2 separate regions of the Ovis aries genome follow, and region 1 is linked to region 2. A link is a contact called in public Hi-C data. All regions are on one chromosome and are shown on one strand. Each heading gives the region's core, a stretch centred on a gene start, on an enhancer-like site or on the middle of the called end of the contact. The rest is flanking DNA. Distances are from core to core; before and after follow the strand shown.

Region 1 (4,921 bases), core at 828-3,327, 280 kb after region 2:
CATTTCTAAACTCAGTTTTGAATTCATTCAGTTTCAGACAATAGAACGGATACCTGGCCTGCTGTCTGCCCATCAAGTGTTGAAACACAAAAGAAATATCTGGGAAGGCAAACAAATTAGTTATTGTGTAAGAGTACTGACTTGTTAAATGCCTTAACTGTTTTTTCTTCACTGACAGACTTTAAAGCTAAAGTATTTTATTATCCTCAATGAACCTTTCGAAAAACTACACTTCACTGAACAAAACTGGGGGGAACAGAGGCAAAAATTAGCCATACCCTTGTCTATATAGGAAAACAAGCTTTTGCCATTGCCGAAAACTTCAAGGCTGCAGGAGGCAATTAAAGAGCAAGCTAGATAATACATTTCTAAAGTCAAAACCTTGATCTCTAGTTTAAAAAAAATGAAAAGAAAAGCTGTCTTATCAAATTACATTAGTTACATTTTTCAGAGTTAAGGGCACATTGGGGAGGGTTTAACTTTTAACCCAGGTATACTGATAAATACTGAGCTTTTATGGAAATATATCTTTTTTTTTTAAAGAGAAAAGGTGAGAAACAGTCTTGGAAAAATGTCAAAGAGTCACTAAAAGAGCCTTACAACTTGCTAGACAATCTACACAGATTCAGAGAGACTGAAAGCAGTGAGAGCCATCAGTCACCAATATCCATTATTTCTTAATAAGAAAAATGGGAATAAAAGGATAAATAAGCACAATCAAGGAGACCAAAGACCAAAACACAAACTCGCAGGCTCTCTGTCAGTGCCTCCTTACTATAAAGATGGCTAAAATAAGAATTTGAGAGGTAACCTGACAGAGGCCAAGAAAACGCCCAAACTTGCCTGGATCCACCTCCTAGCACAGAACTTTGATCTTCCCTAAGAGATTAAGTTGTCAAATGTTACCTTACGACTCTAATGGTAAGAGCCAAGTGCCTGGACATTAAATGCTTGTGATACCATAACTGTCATTAGCATTGAGCTGGACTGAGAATCATAAAATAATAGTGGTTACCACAAGCCTTCAGGAGCCCCAGAAGGAGAGTCGGTGGTTTAAATCCTGGGTACAACTCAGACCACACCCAGCACATTGTTGCCTTGTGAGGCAGTGCGTTTCCCAGTCAATGGATACGTTCCAGTAGAGTTGGACAATTGGAGAAGTGTTCTGGGTGGCGGAGAGATTTCAGGATTGAGACACTTACACTACTCTTAACACAAGAGAGAGAATCAGACAAACATATTGGGAAAAAATCAAATCAAATAGAAAGAAAACTCTTGGCAGTAAGAGTTGTTTACTTCCTTATTCTCAGGTGAAGAAACCAAGGCCCTGAAGGGTTAAGTATGTCACCACTCAAGGTCACTTGTGTGATTTACTGACAGATCTGGAAACCAGCTCTCCGTATTCCCAGCAGAATGCTCTTTCCTCTTGAATTGAAAGAAAATCCAGCAGTTCACTAGTTTGTGAAATGAAGGACCTGTACTTAAAGATGTTCATATATTGCCCTTGTTTAGAACAAAGTTCCCTGGTATATAACACAAATACTTCGCTAGAGAGACAGACCACAGAAAAGCTAACAATGAAATTTACAGACAGTAATTCAGACAGCAAGATATCAAGACTTGACCATCAAAAAAGGCATAAACATTTAGCCACTGATTACTGACCTGCCTGGGAATACAACTAACATTAGAGGAAACATAAGAAAATATTTTCAAATAATACTATTAAAAGAAAGGTGCTTGGGATCATGAAAAAAGTACACCTTAGGGAAGAATTTGAGATGATGCTTCCCAAAGAAGAAGAAACAACAGATTATTGTTTAAAACCCTTCAAAGCCCCTCAGGTAACCATCAATTTTATATAGAAAGCTTGCTAACCTGCCTCTGTACAGGGTACGCACACTGTGAAGGCTGGAGAGATTATGACTAATTACATGGAAGTGAGGACGTTGAGTAACTTTTTGTACAGTATCCAAATTACTGAAACAGAGTGATTTTATTTTCCAAGTGTGAAGCCATACCGACAGGAAACAAGCGGGGCTATTCTACCCCAGCAAAGCGCCTTAGCTAGTCAGGCATTCTGTAACAAGTCTCCATGGCAAATTTCCTAACACACACTTCTAAACACAAAGAACTCTTCCTCAGAGTGAGTGGCAATAAATAGGCTTGTGCAACTTCAACTAGAAGGATATTCAGATCCTTCTGGGATCTTTTCACGAAAGCAGCAGAATGCTATAGTCACCTTGCCATCCCAAAACCGTGAAAGGATTATAAAATCATAGAACATCTATCTGGAAGCTACAAGCAGCCTAAACAGGACATAGTGAATCCAATGACTTCATTTTTCAAATGAAAAACTGTCACCCGCCTCCCAAAATAAAAGAGTGACTTGCCCAAGGCCACCCAATTACTGAGTAGTATGGTAAGAACTACTACGGTCAAGGGCTCAAACCTAGTACCCTCTCCACAAAGCCACAGAAACAGCCTTTATAATCCTAAAACTATGCACCAGATATAACCTAGGATGTGGAAATTTGTGTCCCTACAGGTCTCAAATTTTGTGGTTTGGCCACACAAACCAGAGAACATACATTCACAGTCCCTTCCCCACCTCCACGGTGACTTCATCTCTTTATCTCCCCATCAAGAATCTTGGAACACAGGTGATTAAGACAGACCTTATTAGATCTAATAGAGGAATAACCTTGAATCTTTTTGATTAAAAATACACATTGGAATTTTAATACCAGTCAGAGCACTTCCTTTCAAACATCTCAGGGTGATGTGTGACGAGCCATTGCACTGTGACACAGGATGGGGAACTGCTGCTGCGAAATATAAATAATCACTACAGGTGCAGCCGATGCTGTGAACACAAGAATCTCATCAACAATACTGAGGATTAGATCTGATTTTGCCCCTAGACTTGGATAAAGCAGCTTTCGGCAGGAAATAGACACTGTTAGACTGAACAAGTTTAAACGAGCCTAAAGGAGAAGAAGCAGGTAGCCTCCTCACTCTGGGGCCTTCTCAGATCTGGACAAAAGGCTAAATGCTGAGAATGCAGAGTTTGGCAATCCCATGTGGGAATGAGGGCTGAATTCCAATCCCCAATTCTGCCCCTTGGTGTGCCCTGAAGTCCTTATTTATTCACTGCAACATTTTTAAAGTGCTTCCTGGGTACTGGGCTCTGTGCCCTCCACGTTGAATAAAACGAAATCCCTGCTCTGTTGACCAAGAGTTTCCAATGTGGGATGTGTACACCCCTGAGTGAGGTGAAGGCAAGATACCACTGAGGAATGACAAAAAAAAAAAAATACAAGAATTGATTTAAAATTATAGTCTCATCATTTTGATTTCTATTTTGGTGATTACCATTTTACAGATAACTAAATAGGCCTCGGTGCCCATGCTCCAGAAATTAGAAAATCGGTCAATCAAAGTTTGGGGACTCTTGATCTAGTCCCTTGGTGTGTAGCTTAGGCTCACCAAAGCTGTGATGGGATAGTAAATCAGAAGTACTTGCAAAAAGTGCTTGGGTGATTCCAAGATGTCTTGTAAGATCAACTGTGTGTGGGCACCCACCCCTCCCCAATGCGGCTTTTTAAGTCACTGATTTTCCAAAATGCAAATATATTGCCCTTGCGACTCCCTTTACATGCACTGGTCACATAACATACTTTTAAGGTGAAATGGAGAGTGAAATAAGGAGTTGTCAGGTGTATAATACTCTACAGGTCATGAAGAAGAAAATGTAACACAAGTGCCCTCTAACCACAGCTCAGAAAGTGCTACGATGATGCTAGTTTAGGCAATCTGATCTGGACTGGTGCCAATTATCTTCATGTTTCCCAAGCCATCCACAGTCACTTGTGTAAGGCTCAAAGTCAAAAACAGAACATTGTTGAATTCTAAAGAAAGATGTCTGATGCTCTATAGCAAGGAGTGCACTCTCATAAAAATGTGATATTTCTTTGTGCTTTTTAGGTAATAATGTAAAACAGCCCTTTTCCTTACAGAGCAGGCAAGACTAGTCACTAAAACTCAAGGAATCTGCTCAACAAGGTCTTTTCAACTGCTTTTCTCTCTGGGGCTTGAAAGAAGTGTCAGGAAAAGGCACCTCTTCTGCAATGAATTCCCTAAAAGTTTAAAGAGGTCTTGGGGGGAAAAAATAGTCCCATCCCCTCTACCTAGTCTTCTTCCCTTCTGGTTCCCCACTCCCGCCCCAACTTTTCCACATAATGTATCTTTTGTAGGCAAAATGCTCCTCACAGCAAAGTTAATATTTTGCACTGAAAAGTTAAATTTCACCTTATTGAAGGAAAATGACTTCAAATATGTAACTTCAACCTGAAAGGCGGGGGATAAAAAAAGAGAAGGGGGGGGGGGTGGCCAAAGAATGACACTGGTTCCAAGGCAACTGGCCACCATACTAAAAAAAAACAAACCACCCATTGGCAGACAGCAAGCAGAACAGTTCCCACCACCCACCTGGAGGCAGCATACTCTGGCCTGAATAGAGAGGATTCTCCACGGGGGTCTGCTCTTCCTTTCCAACTGTCTAGGTCTAAGAGATCCCCCTCAGGAGGTATAAGGTAAAAGGAAATTCCCTTTACCCAAGGCCCTCAGAACCCCTTTCTCTCTCAAACAGTTCTTTCACTGCCCTTGGTTTAATCTGGCCACACAGCACAACAAGGAAGAACAGGAGCCTAACCCCAAGCCCGGCACTCAATTATCCTATTCTTTCTCTACGGGGGCCATCTGCCAATGCCACCTCCAGCACCTATTTCAGATTCTTCTTTTCTGAAGCGAATGTCTAAAAGCTGAGACTGTCCCCATTTGCGGAGAGGGTCTGTGGAAATCAGAACCATTTGAGCGACTTCCCCAACCTCGGGGAGCTCAAAAGAAAAGTTCTCCTGGT
Region 2 (4,936 bases), core at 2,190-4,689:
GTCCATCCATGTTGCTGCAAATGGCATTATTTCATTCTTTTTTATGATTAACATTTCATTGTGTGTATATGTGTAGAGATATGTATTATATATATGGACCACATCTTCCTTATCCATTCGTCTGTTGACAGACATTTAAGTTGCTTCCATATCTTGGCTATTGTAAATAGTGTGGCAATGAGCATTAGGGTGCATGGATCTTTTCCAATTAGAGTTTTCTCTGGATATATGCCCAAGAGTGGGATTGGTGGGTCATATGGCAACTCTATTTTTAGTTTTTGAGGAACCTCCATACTGTTTTCCATAGCGGCCACTCCAATTTACATTCTCACCAGCAGTGTAGGAGGGTTCCCTTTTCTCCACATCCTCTCCAGCATTTATTATTTGTAGGCTTTTTAATGACGACCATTCTGCCTGGTGTGAAATGGTACCCCATTGTAGATTTGGTTGACATTTCTCTAATAATTAGGGATGTTGATCATCTTTTCATATGTCTCTTGGCCATCTGTATGTCTTCTTTAGAAAAATGAGAGATCGTTGAGATCCTTAACTCAGCTCTAGGACTTCAGGGAACACTGTGAGGTCAAGGGCTTCCCAAGAAGGTAAAGCCAGAGTGAAAGGCTCCTATCAAGCCCACTTTGCTCCCACTGACTTGCAGTAGCAGAATAATGGCCCCCACAGAGATGTCAATGTTCTAAGCCTCAGAATCTGTGAATATGTTGCCTTGCATGGCAAAAGGGTATAACAAAGTTTATGGCTATGATGAAGTTTATAGATGAGATGAAGTTAAGGACCCTGAGATGGGGAGATTACCCAGGATTATCCACTGGGCCCACTCTAATCACCTAGGACCTTAAAAGTGAAAAATCTTTCCCAGCTGTGGTCAGAGGGAGCTGTGGTTATGGGAGGATGGTCAGAGAGAGGCCACAGTGCTAGCTTTGAAGACAGGAAGGGCTGTGAGCCAGGAACTGTTCACCTCTCCAGGCTTTCCATGGCTGTAGCCCTGCCAACACCTTGATTTTCACCTAGTGAGACTCCTCTGACTTCTCACCCACAGACCTGTAAAATACTCAGCTCACTTGGTGTTAAGCCACTAACTTAGTGGTGGTGACTTATGACAACACCAAAACCTTGGTGTCCTCCTGCTTCAGCCAGAGCCTCTCCAGTATTACATTTTTGAGATCAGACTTTAGTGTGATATTTCTTTGGGGAAATAAAACAAAGGAGACATTTCCTGATTTTTATTTTTGAAAGTTGAAAACAAATTCCTTTCCCTGCTCCCCCACCTCTCTCTCTCCCTCTCTTTAAAAAGAGAAATGTTGGTGCCCAAAGAGAGGACATGCTTTGTCCAAGGTCACACAATGACAGGGCAGCTGGCCCAGGGTTTACTCTACTACTGCCCTAGTGAGAGCTCAGTGATCTCCTCCTCTGGACCAGGGCTGCACCTGTGGGCTCTGCCAGCTGATGTGGCAGAAAATGTTTGATTTAAAAAAAAAGCTTCTGCCACTCAACCATTCAGGCAGGATGAATCAGGCACTGTACCCAGCATCAGCAATGAAGGAGTGAATGCAACCCAGCCCCACTGCTGGGAAACCCAGAGTTCCACTACCAAGAGATATGCAGAGTGTGAAGGAACACAGAGAAAAGCTATCGAGCCCAGCCTGGGAGCTGGCAAAGGCTTTCCAGTGGAAGTGACACCTCAGCTAAAGCTGGAAGGGTGACTAGAGGTTGACCAGACACCGAAGGGAAAGAAGAGTGTTCTCTGCAGGATAGTGGTGCATAGGTGTCAAGAGGAGAGAGGGGCAGCTTCCGTGAGTTGAGTGTGTATGAAATACAGGAGTCAAAGAGAAGCAAGTGGGGAAACGTGAGACTGAAGAATTAAATACCTTGGAGTGAGCACAAAAGGCCTTGTGAGCTTAGTTAAATGATCACCTGGCTTTACCTTCAATGAAAGCCCATTCCTCAGTGACAATGGGAAGCCATGGATGATCTCCCAGTGCTGATGCAGAAAGACACGATACATAGGACTGGGACTGAGAAGGGACACAATAACTTCCTGTTGACTCTGAATTCAGCGTGGTGATGGGTATGATCAAGGAGTGTGCAGAGTGCAACAGGAGCAGGGAGAAAGATCTGGGACTCTGCCTGGGGAGGCTGGGAAGGTTCACAGAGGATGAGAATAGCAAAGGGCATGTTAAGGGATGTTGTTTTTCTCTGCAATCTTCTATGAGCACCCTCTAATTCTCTGGGATACATCACATCCCTGTAGATCTTCTTGCCTTGAAAATTCTACTTATTCACACCTCTATCCTTGTTTTTTTTTTTTTTAATTTTATATTAATGATGTGTCTTCATAGTATAATGTTTAAGTAGCTTTCTAAGGGTATATGGTAGAAACCATTCCCTGCCTTCAATAAATTTCTTCCTTGACAACAAACAGGCAAGACAGCAAAGTGTCCAGGCTTTTGGGGTTGAATCATAATGTCTAAGTCATTCATGGCTGTTCATTAACAGTTTCATTTTACCAGTCTGCCTTGCAGCTAAGGGTGGACGGACACATGACCCAATTCTGATTAATAGTGTTCTGATCAATTATATATAAGTGTAAGTCAGCTGGGAGGGCTTCTGTGATACTTTTGTCCCTTCATTGATAAAATGGCATAGTCATTCCAAGGAAAGGACCCTTTGCCTCTCTACACCCCTCCTATCAGCTTTCTATTTTTGAATACTGTTGTGATATCTAGGAATATGGTAGCCATCTTGCAGCCATGGGGAAACCAGGAGAATCAATGACCCACATATGTATGGAGAATGGAAATGTTCCTGGCATCTTGATGACATTGTTGTGCTAAAGCTCTCACTTTAGAGTACGTACTTCCAGTCTTCGTATTACAGAAGATAGTTTACCATCTTTATGGCTTAGGCACTATCAGTCAGATTTATTGTTACTTGTAACCAAATATATCCTAAATTATATAATTGTTTCCAAGAAGAGAATCATGTTTCTTCTCATTGGAATTATGAGACTCTAAGGCTATTAACAAAGTGGTAGTCTATGGCCAACTAGCCACACGAAGAAACAAGATAACCACTGGAACGGCAAAGCTTCCTTCCTCCATTCCTTCCTTCCCAGTGACAATTCTTCCTTGGCTGGGAGGAGATATCTGATTTCATAGCTTTCAAGAGCACCCATTGCTTTATTGCCCTTTGCCTTTGGCAAGGTTCATGGTGGTCCCTTTGGAGGGCCTGGCTGGTTAGGAAAGTTTGACTTGTCAAAAATCAGAATCAGGTTTGGTTTTTTTTTTTTTGGCAACTGCAAAGGTAAGCTGTCACCAGTCCTGTCAACAGTCACAGCAGAAAGAGGGCTATTTATTCATCTACGACCTTCATGAGTCACAGTCTAAACATTCTATGAACCCTCCTCTGGCAAGTCATACCCTGCCCTGATCTCTGGAGAGAGTGCTTCCCACCCAGCACCACTTCAACACAACAGACTCTCGGCTTTTGGCTGTCTAATCTTGGCACCGCACAAGTGGTCATGTTATTAATGACTCTGAGTCACCATATAGGGCATTCCATCTGGAATGTATGTACTATTTAATGAGTAGGAGGAGGATGGAGGTCTACTCTGTCCCAGGCAAAATGTGAGGTTTCTCGTGGCTCTGCTGCCTCACTGTATCCCCTTTAAAATGCAATCCTAATATTTGCGTGTCTATAAATTGGTTCAATTTTTTTGAGAGCAATCTGAAGTAAGCCTCCCTCTATTTCCCTCCCTGTCTTCTAGACCCCCTTTCCCGTGTCCCTTCCCTGGAGACAATCGCTATTAATCACTTTTAGACATCCTGCCGAGACATTTTCCTCCTCTCCTTTGTCTTATTACTCCCTCCTCCCTCCGTATCCTCCCACCCTCTCTCTCCCTCTCTCATTCTCACTCTCTATGTGTGTGTATCATATACACACACACACACATAAATGTATATGCACACTTTTTTTCTTTTACACTGGTGAAAGTCAGCTTTATACACTGTTCGCTGACTTGCTATGTTCCCTTATATTCACTTATCAATACTTTCTGGAGATCATTCCACACCATTTCATACAGGACCTTCTCATTCTGTGAATGTCTGCACATCACTCCACTGTAGACTGTAATACATTCAGCCAGATTCCTAACTGATAGACTTTAGATTTTTTTCCCCTAGTCTTTGTTAATGTTTCAATCAATGTCTTTTCACAACTGTCTTATTGTGAGAACATTTCTGAGGGATTAATTCTTGGACATGAAGTTTCTGAATCACAGTATATGCATTTAAATTTTTGGTTGATAGTAATACATTTTTATCCAAATATGGAGCTAATTTATACCTTATCAAGAATGTATGAGACCTTGAAATTATTACGTTAAGTAAAAGAAACAGGAAACCAAAAGGCCACATGTTACATAAGTCCATTTATAATGAAATGGCCAGCATAGGTAAATCCTTAGAGATAGAAAGTAGATTACTAGCTGCAAGGGGCTAGGGGGAGAGAACAGTAAGGAGTGACTAATAGGTACAAGTCTTCTTTTGGGACTGATGAAAATGTTCTGAACTTACATAGTGGTGACAATTGTGCAATCTACTAAAATCCACTGAATTGTATCCTATGTAATGAATTGCATGTGAATTATCTCAATAAAGCCATTATTTTTAGAAAAGAGTAATCTGGAAATAATGCATATTTTTAAACATTGTAATAAGGAAAATATTCATGCCTTTAAAAAATACAATCCTGTCCTTGTATGGCAAAGGTTCAAGTCTCTCCACCTCTTGGTGACCCCCTCTTTTAAACATCTTCTTGTTTGTCAACGTCAATTAGAATTCAAAAAATTTAACCATACCCAGGTTAAATTACAGTTCTGCCCACCCCTAAGGGTGAAGGAGATGGTAGGAAGAAA

Evidence for each region. A called contact is a pair of places that touch in the nucleus more often than the background predicts.
Region 1: a Hi-C map of skin fibroblasts shows a contact between it and region 2, with 4 times the contacts expected there. The contact joins two enhancer-like sites. A contact is called at or near these places in 4 of 16 Hi-C or Micro-C datasets (blood, liver, skin fibroblasts and 1 more).

The regions. Positions count from the first base shown.
Region 1 is chr15:56,942,269-56,947,189 of ARS-UI_Ramb_v3.0, forward strand. The region is part of intron 1 of LGR4 (leucine rich repeat containing G protein-coupled receptor 4); the gene reads right to left. Among named protein-coding and RNA genes, the nearest start is that of LGR4, 3.8 kb to the right of the region's middle. Within about 2 kb of position 2,078, at least 5 of the 54 cell types and tissues checked have an H3K27ac peak or open chromatin away from gene starts, as enhancers often do.
Region 2 is chr15:56,665,497-56,670,432 of ARS-UI_Ramb_v3.0, forward strand. No RefSeq gene overlaps it. Among named protein-coding and RNA genes, the nearest start is that of BBOX1, 140 kb to the left of the region's middle. Within about 2 kb of position 3,440, at least 12 of the 54 cell types and tissues checked have an H3K27ac peak or open chromatin away from gene starts, as enhancers often do.